2 separate regions of the Drosophila melanogaster genome follow, and region 2 is linked to region 1. A link is a contact called in public Hi-C data. All regions are on one chromosome and are shown on one strand. The core of a region is the stretch at or near the end of the contact, and the rest is flanking DNA. Distances in the headings are between cores, read along the strand shown.

Region 1 (3,225 bases), core at 242-2,741:
ATTTGTTAAGGTATAAACCGTTTGTTTACTATAGGTAGACCATAATTTTCCAAACGCAAAAAGACCCAAGAGATGCAAACATTGTATGTAAGCAAGAGCATTGGTGTCAATGTGTCATACTTTTTAATTGGGCCAATACGAGACTGCGAAGCTTTTTGTTCCATGCCACAAATCCTGCATCCTGCACACAAATTTGCTGACCAACTTTTTGGGATTCCTAATCCTGTGGGGATTAACCCAATGCCTAAACTGAGTGCACGAGAACTCAACAATTCATTAAGCGAATCAATGAAGACTATATAAACGATATGAAATGATCTGATATTACTAATACGAGATTAAACTCTTCCGCTATAAATTGTCTTTAAACACAATGACGAGCACTTCTCAATAAAGTGAAGGCACTATCAGGAAGGGTTGCCATCCTGACGATACCAGAGGAGCCAGTAGTGTTGGTCACTGAAATGGCAATTCTGGTAAGAACTCTGCACCAGAAACGTTAACGTGATAGTACCCTTATTTGCTGACCTAAAAAGAGAAGTCATTTCGAGTAAGAACGACGACCAGTGAGTTCTGAAACGCTCTTTACTTATTTTTAGTTTATTTTAGGTGGGCAATCATTTTGTCAATATAGTATGCAAGTTCTATGTTTGAACAGCATAGATGAATATTACAAACTAACTAGTATTTTGGGACACTGTTCAGCCAATACCGTTTAATCACAGTGGACAGTGGCCGTGTATCTTGGCTAGTGAGCTTTAGTAGTAGCCTTTAGAGTTGAGAACTTGACTGTTTGGCGCCCGAAAGGAGTGGTTCGAACAATTTCGGGTTTTAATTGATTTTTACCGTATTGATATAAAAAAGCCAAATATCATAGTTATTTACCCCATTTTTAATACAAAATCACAAATGTAAATAAATACACCAATAATAATAAAACGCAAAAATACTCAAGAGATGCAAACAATGTATGTAAATAAAGGGATTGGTGTCAGATTTTTTAGTTTAACCAATACGAGACTGCAAAACTTCTTTATGCTCTGTTCCACAAATCCTGCACTGACCAACATTTTGGGATTTGCTAATCCAGAGGGAATTAACCAAACGACAGAACTGAGTGCTTGAGAACTCAACTGTTCGCGTTTCGCTTGCAAAGGCGTTTGTTCAATTTGATAGAGAAGAGTCACTGATGAACTACAGTACAAAGTGGCAAAGCCTTGGAAAGCGAAACAATATAAACGATATGAAATGATCTGATATTACTAATTCGAGATTTGTATTCTTCTGCTATGCATTGTCTTCAATATCTTAAAATCTTGATCTTCTGACTAGGAAACAATAAGAAGCACATCTCTAATAATCTATCAGCTAGGGTTGCCATCCTATCGACAACAGAGGAGCCAGTAGTGATGGCCACTTCTGTTAAGAACTCTGCTCCAGAAACTTCAACGTGATAGTCAACTTGTTTTTCTGAGCCAAAAGGATAAGTCATTACGATTGAGGACGACGACCAGTTAGTTCTATACCATATAGCTCTATAATCGGCAAATTGTGTTTTTCGTTACTTAAATAATCAAGACTGCGCCAAGTCATAATGAAGCCAATAATGGAAACGAATATACAGGCATCCATTTGGGTATGTTCAAGAGTGTAATATTGGTATGTTGCGTCTTGCTTAAAATTGTATTCCCTTGAACAAGAACAAGAGATTCGAATCGACGATGATGAGTTCTTCCGAGCAAAGTTTTGCCAAGTCCAATGGGACTAAAAAGAAGACTGTGACCTATTCACGTTTCATCCGCACCGAACGTGTCGCAGACGGACCGACCAATGCGGTGCAAAAGAAGACTGTGTTCTTTTCGCGATTCGACCGCACCGCTCGCGCCGAAGAGGACCTAACCCGTCAATTGGCCAGCGTGTCCTTAAAACCAAAACAGCCTGTGGCTTCCACCTCGAATGAGCAGTTTTTTGCCAGCAACCTGCATTACTATCCCCATCTGCCCCAGCCAACTGCGGTGGGCCACTACCAGACCTATGCCGAAATCAAGAGCCTCTGGTTGAAGGGTCATTTCTCCCAAGCTTGTAACCCCACCTCGCGGTCGATGCAACCGCCTCGTCGTATTTCTATCACCAACGAGTTCCCGGATGATCAACCGAAGCCAGCTCCCAAACGCCGCTACTCGCTTGTCCGCCGCAACTCGATTAACCTCCCAATTGGGTCCAATTTTGCTATGCCCGTGCTGATGGAGGAGGAGAAGGAGGAGGATGAAGTGAAGGATCTAAATGAGAACAGCGGCTCCACCAAGCCAGCTACATCGACCTCGAAAGGCGCAATCCCGAAGCAGCCCAAGAAGTTCGCCTTAACCTTCTAGAAATGCTGTGACTAATAAATCTACCTAACTGGGCGCAACGACTATTATAACTTGGTCGGGATCGGGCTTAGGGATTCATTGACGCAGTGGGGCAACTTATGTCGCAATTGTCATGTCATTTTTAATAAGGGTTTCACTGCTCGCTTGCTTCGATTGCAGAAATTTCAAATCAACGCAATTTTAGCGCTTCATAGTGTGGCACGAAAGTATGGTGTAGCTTTTACAGGGTTCTGTACCACGCTTCACGGTTTGCTCCATTCTTGATGGGCATTTAAAGCTTACGTTGTTTAAACTAGTTTTCTGTGCTTAGCTTAGTTAAGACTATACCATGAATAAAACAATTGAGGCATTAAAGCCCGCAGAGGTTGCCTTCACTGGTTGAACACGCGCTGAGGATTTCACCAAAGCTTTCAGAATTGATATTACCCCCACATTGGTCTATAGCTATTCAATTAGTTAAGACTTTTGTATGAATGAAGGCAAGGTTTGCCTTGTTGTTACATTTTGAATTTCTATTTTTAAGAAAGCCAATTCAAAACAAGAAAGCCCGTTACTTAGCTAGTGTGAATGCGATTGCGAAATTTAATCATTTTTCTGGGATAGATATTGGGTAATAAAATCAGGAAAAATTTGAAAATTGTTCCAAAGTGTGGGCGTGACCGATTTGGCAGCTTTAGGGCGTTATAGTGGGCGTAGCAAAAAGTTTTTTGGCAAATCAATAGAAATTTTTAAGAAAATGAAAATTTTCGATAATTGGTTCAAAATTAGAGTGGACGTGGCAAGTAAAGTCAACAAACTTGTGCTGCGTCCTTGTCTCTAGAATTTGTATGCTGAATCTCAACCTTTTAGCTTG
Region 2 (3,446 bases), core at 652-3,151, 37 kb before region 1:
ACTGCAGCGGCAGCGCATGGAGGCCAGCAAACGGGGTGGTCCCTCCCTGGGTGGCATTGGCAGCCGCAGCGGCGGCTTTAGCGCCGACGGAATTGGCAGTAGCGGCGTGAGCAGCAGTTCCGGTGCCTCCAGCGCCAACACCGGCATCACCTCCATCGATGTGGACACCAAATCCAAGGCGGCTGCGTAAGTTCTTTCTCTGCTCTATTAAATCTAGGCTCCTGACTCATTGCTCTGATTTCATCAGCAGTAAACCAGCTTCCCGCAATGCCCTCAAGCTAGGTGGCAAGTCCAAGGACGTCGATAGTTTCGTGGATCAGCTGAAGAACGAGGGCGAGAAGATTGCCAATCTGGCACCGGCGGCGCCCGCTGGAGGTTCCAGTGCTGCAGCTAGCGCCAGTGCAGCGGCCAAGGCAGCTATCGCGTCGGACATTCACAAAGAGAGGTGGGTTTCAGCTCGATTGTATAGTTAGTTATTAAATGCATAACATCTATTTTCAGCGTACATCTGAAGATTGAGGACAAGCTAGTAGTGCGTCTGGGACGCGATGGTGGCGTGCAGCAGTTCGAGAACTCGGGCCTCCTGACGTTGCGCATTACGGACGAGGCCTACGGACGCATTTTGCTGAAGCTGTCTCCCAACCACACACAGGGCCTGCAGTTGCAGACCCACCCCAACGTGGACAAGGAGCTGTTCAAGTCGCGCACTACCATCGGACTAAAGAACTTGGGCAAGCCGTTTCCCCTTAACACCGATGTGGGTGTGCTCAAGTGGCGCTTCGTCTCGCAGGACGAGTCGGCAGTCCCGCTGACCAGTAAGTTCATCCAAACCCAAACAACTTCTTCCCTCTCGCTCAGCCACGTGCTTGTGTTTCTCCCTTTTTCCCAGTTAACTGCTGGCCATCGGATAATGGAGAGGGTGGATGCGATGTTAACATTGAGTATGAACTGGAGGCGCAGCAGCTAGAGCTGCAGGACGTGGCCATTGTCATTCCCTTGCCGTAAGTGTAGTAATGGCGTAGATGTGCAGGCGATTACTTATTCCATTTCACCCTTAGAATGAATGTGCAGCCTTCGGTGGCGGAGTACGACGGCACCTACAACTACGATTCACGCAAGCATGTGCTCCAGTGGCACATTCCAATAATCGATGCCGCCAACAAGTCCGGTTCTATGGAGTTCAGCTGCAGTGCCTCCATTCCCGGTGACTTCTTCCCCTTGCAGGTGTCCTTCGTCTCGAAAACGCCGTATGCGGGCGTCGTGGCCCAGGATGTGGTGCAGGTGGACAGCGAGGCGGCGGTCAAGTATTCAAGCGAGTCCATTCTGTTCGTGGAAAAGTACGAGATCGTGTAGGCCGCGCCGCTGGCCACGCCCACCTAAGTAGTACATAAATATACATAATTTCCCGGGGTCATCCGATGCGATGCAATTAATTCAACTGCTGCAGCATGTTGAGAATTATTTTTCCATGTGCGAACTTTACATATTTATGGCGCAGACAGCTTCTCAGAGCGAGTAATTGATTCCAAAAAAAAAAAAAAAAACACCATCAAAGCCAATTAATTAAACTAATTTTGTGCACTCCGCTGCGCTGCATATAACGGTATCAAATAAATTAATTGCAATTAGTTGTAACTGGCGATTGCAGTGTTTTGTTTTGTGTGCTTCGTCGCACCCCTTCGATTTGAGTAATTTGTATGTAGATTGCTATGAATAAACCATATACAATATACACCAAAGTGGATTGTTTCTGGATTCTTAACTATAAGCGAAGGTTATCCCTTTTTTTTAAACTAAAAACTAAATATTAAATTTGAGTCACTTTTTTTTGCAAGTAGTACCCACTGTGCATGGATTCTTAACGCCCGGCTTATTGGTATTGCCGTCTTCTCGGCGAGCGGTCACACTGGTCATTGTTTTGGTTCTGTTCTTGCTTTGTTTTTTCACTGCGGAAATAACGACGTCGTCCATGGAGCAGCAACTGGAGAAAGTCCTAGCGGAAATGTAGGCACACTCGATCCGTCGATTCCAGATAGTACTCCAAATAAACCACAAATCCATAACGTATTTTCAGCGCCGCACGGCAGGACACAGTGGGAGCTCTGCTGGCCAATCGCCAGGGATTGTGTTTGGGCAGTGAGTATCGATGATTAGTCAGTGGCCGTGCCGTAATGCCACAATACATTTTTGCAGCCAAAGGAGACATTGATCCGAACGTGTCCGGCATCGGAATGGCCATTTCCGAGCAGGTGGCCAAACTGGAGCTGAATGCCACGGCTCCTGCAACGATTTGCCTTTACAGCGGAAACAAGTAAGTGGGAGGAGGGATATGAGGGGCTGTATCTAGGTGGACTAGATACGGACTACTCTTGGAATAGTCGGAATAGTTTAAAGAATGTACCTTAAACTATTTATGAATTATATTTCTGCTGCGTATTAATTGACACCCGTTTCTTTCCCCGCAGACGCTGTGTCATCCAGAAGGACGGCGAGATCACAGGCGTTATCTTCAAGCAGCCGACGGGTACATCGGCGACCGCCCCCAGCAACTAACGAAAGTTGGGGCCTCAATCGCAACTCTCAGGCCAAATACGCAAGTCAAAATACGGATACGGATACAAAGCCAGATACAGATACTTATATCTTCCAAGTCGCGCCCGCTTCGCTCGATTCGCCCGATGGTAGCGCCTGTTACATTTGTCGCTCATTCTAACCGATAGCCATTACCATAAGCATTGTTTTGTACGACTCGCATAGCATAAGCATTACGGATTACGCATTAAGCACTGCTGTTACTTGATCTTGTTTGTCTTAACCAGTCTAGCGTCATCAACATGTACATAAAGACTTTGTACGATTAAGCCCCAGAAAGTAAACACAATGTACACCAATTAAATTTATAGCGATGAAGCAAGCCAGCTAAGAGCTTTTGAACTTGGCCATTTACTCGATTTTCAAACGTAATTACTGAATCATAACGGCCTGGTGTGCTTCGTGCAGCAGTATCTTGCACATTTTCCGGGTTTGCATTTCGGGTTGGGTGCACCGCATCGAGGAAATGCCGGCGCCCACGTCATGTAAGAAGTTGTACACAAACGTGGACGTGGACGTGGGCATGGCATGATGCATGCAACAAGGCGGTAACAATGCAGCGGTATCAGTAGTGCCAGCAGACAAATTGCAGCGCATTCCGGAGCCCACGAGCCATGCTATCCACAATACACACTCAATGGAAGAGATTGTTTCAAATAGCTAATCGCCATATTAGTTCGTTTACATGCGAAGTCCTTGCTGATTGGAATTCGCTTTAGAAGGCGTTCGCTCTAATTGGAAGGTATCCTTCCTGGCAAGAGAGGTGTGGCGCCTTAAACTACTGCAGATCTGCGATCCCTGGTTCCATGATCCTTGTGGCACCGCCGCGATGTGGAGCTTGTTTGGTTGGTTTT

Evidence for each region. Hi-C and Micro-C count contacts between places; a contact is called where the count stands out from the background.
Region 2: a Hi-C map of the Kc167 cell line shows a contact between it and region 1, with 1.7 times the contacts expected there. The contact joins the promoter of Lamtor5 here to the promoter of CG14811 in region 1. A contact is called at or near these places in 48 of 107 Hi-C or Micro-C datasets (the Clone 8 cell line, the Kc167 cell line, the ML-DmBG3-c2 cell line and 17 more).

What each region holds. Positions count from the first base shown.
Region 1 is chrX:1,820,647-1,823,871 of dm6, reverse strand. It overlaps CG14811, which reads left to right and starts at 1,491. Exons shown (of 2, transcript NM_130586.2): 1 at 1,491-1,636; 2 at 1,701-2,403. The coding sequence starts at 1,595. The coding sequence ends at 2,372. The region is part of intron 2 of prage (prage,); the gene reads right to left.
Region 2 is chrX:1,857,426-1,860,871 of dm6, reverse strand. Lamtor5 (Late endosomal/lysosomal adaptor, MAPK and MTOR activator 5) reads left to right here and starts at 1,901. Exons shown (of 4, transcript NM_001272215.2): 1 at 1,901-2,004; 2 at 2,075-2,136; 3 at 2,194-2,311; 4 at 2,466-2,983. The coding sequence starts at 1,970. The coding sequence ends at 2,553. It overlaps deltaCOP (Coat Protein (coatomer) delta), which reads left to right. Exons shown (of 8, transcript NM_143755.4): 4 at 1-186; 5 at 248-445; 6 at 502-815; 7 at 890-1,001; 8 at 1,059-1,731. The coding sequence ends at 1,353.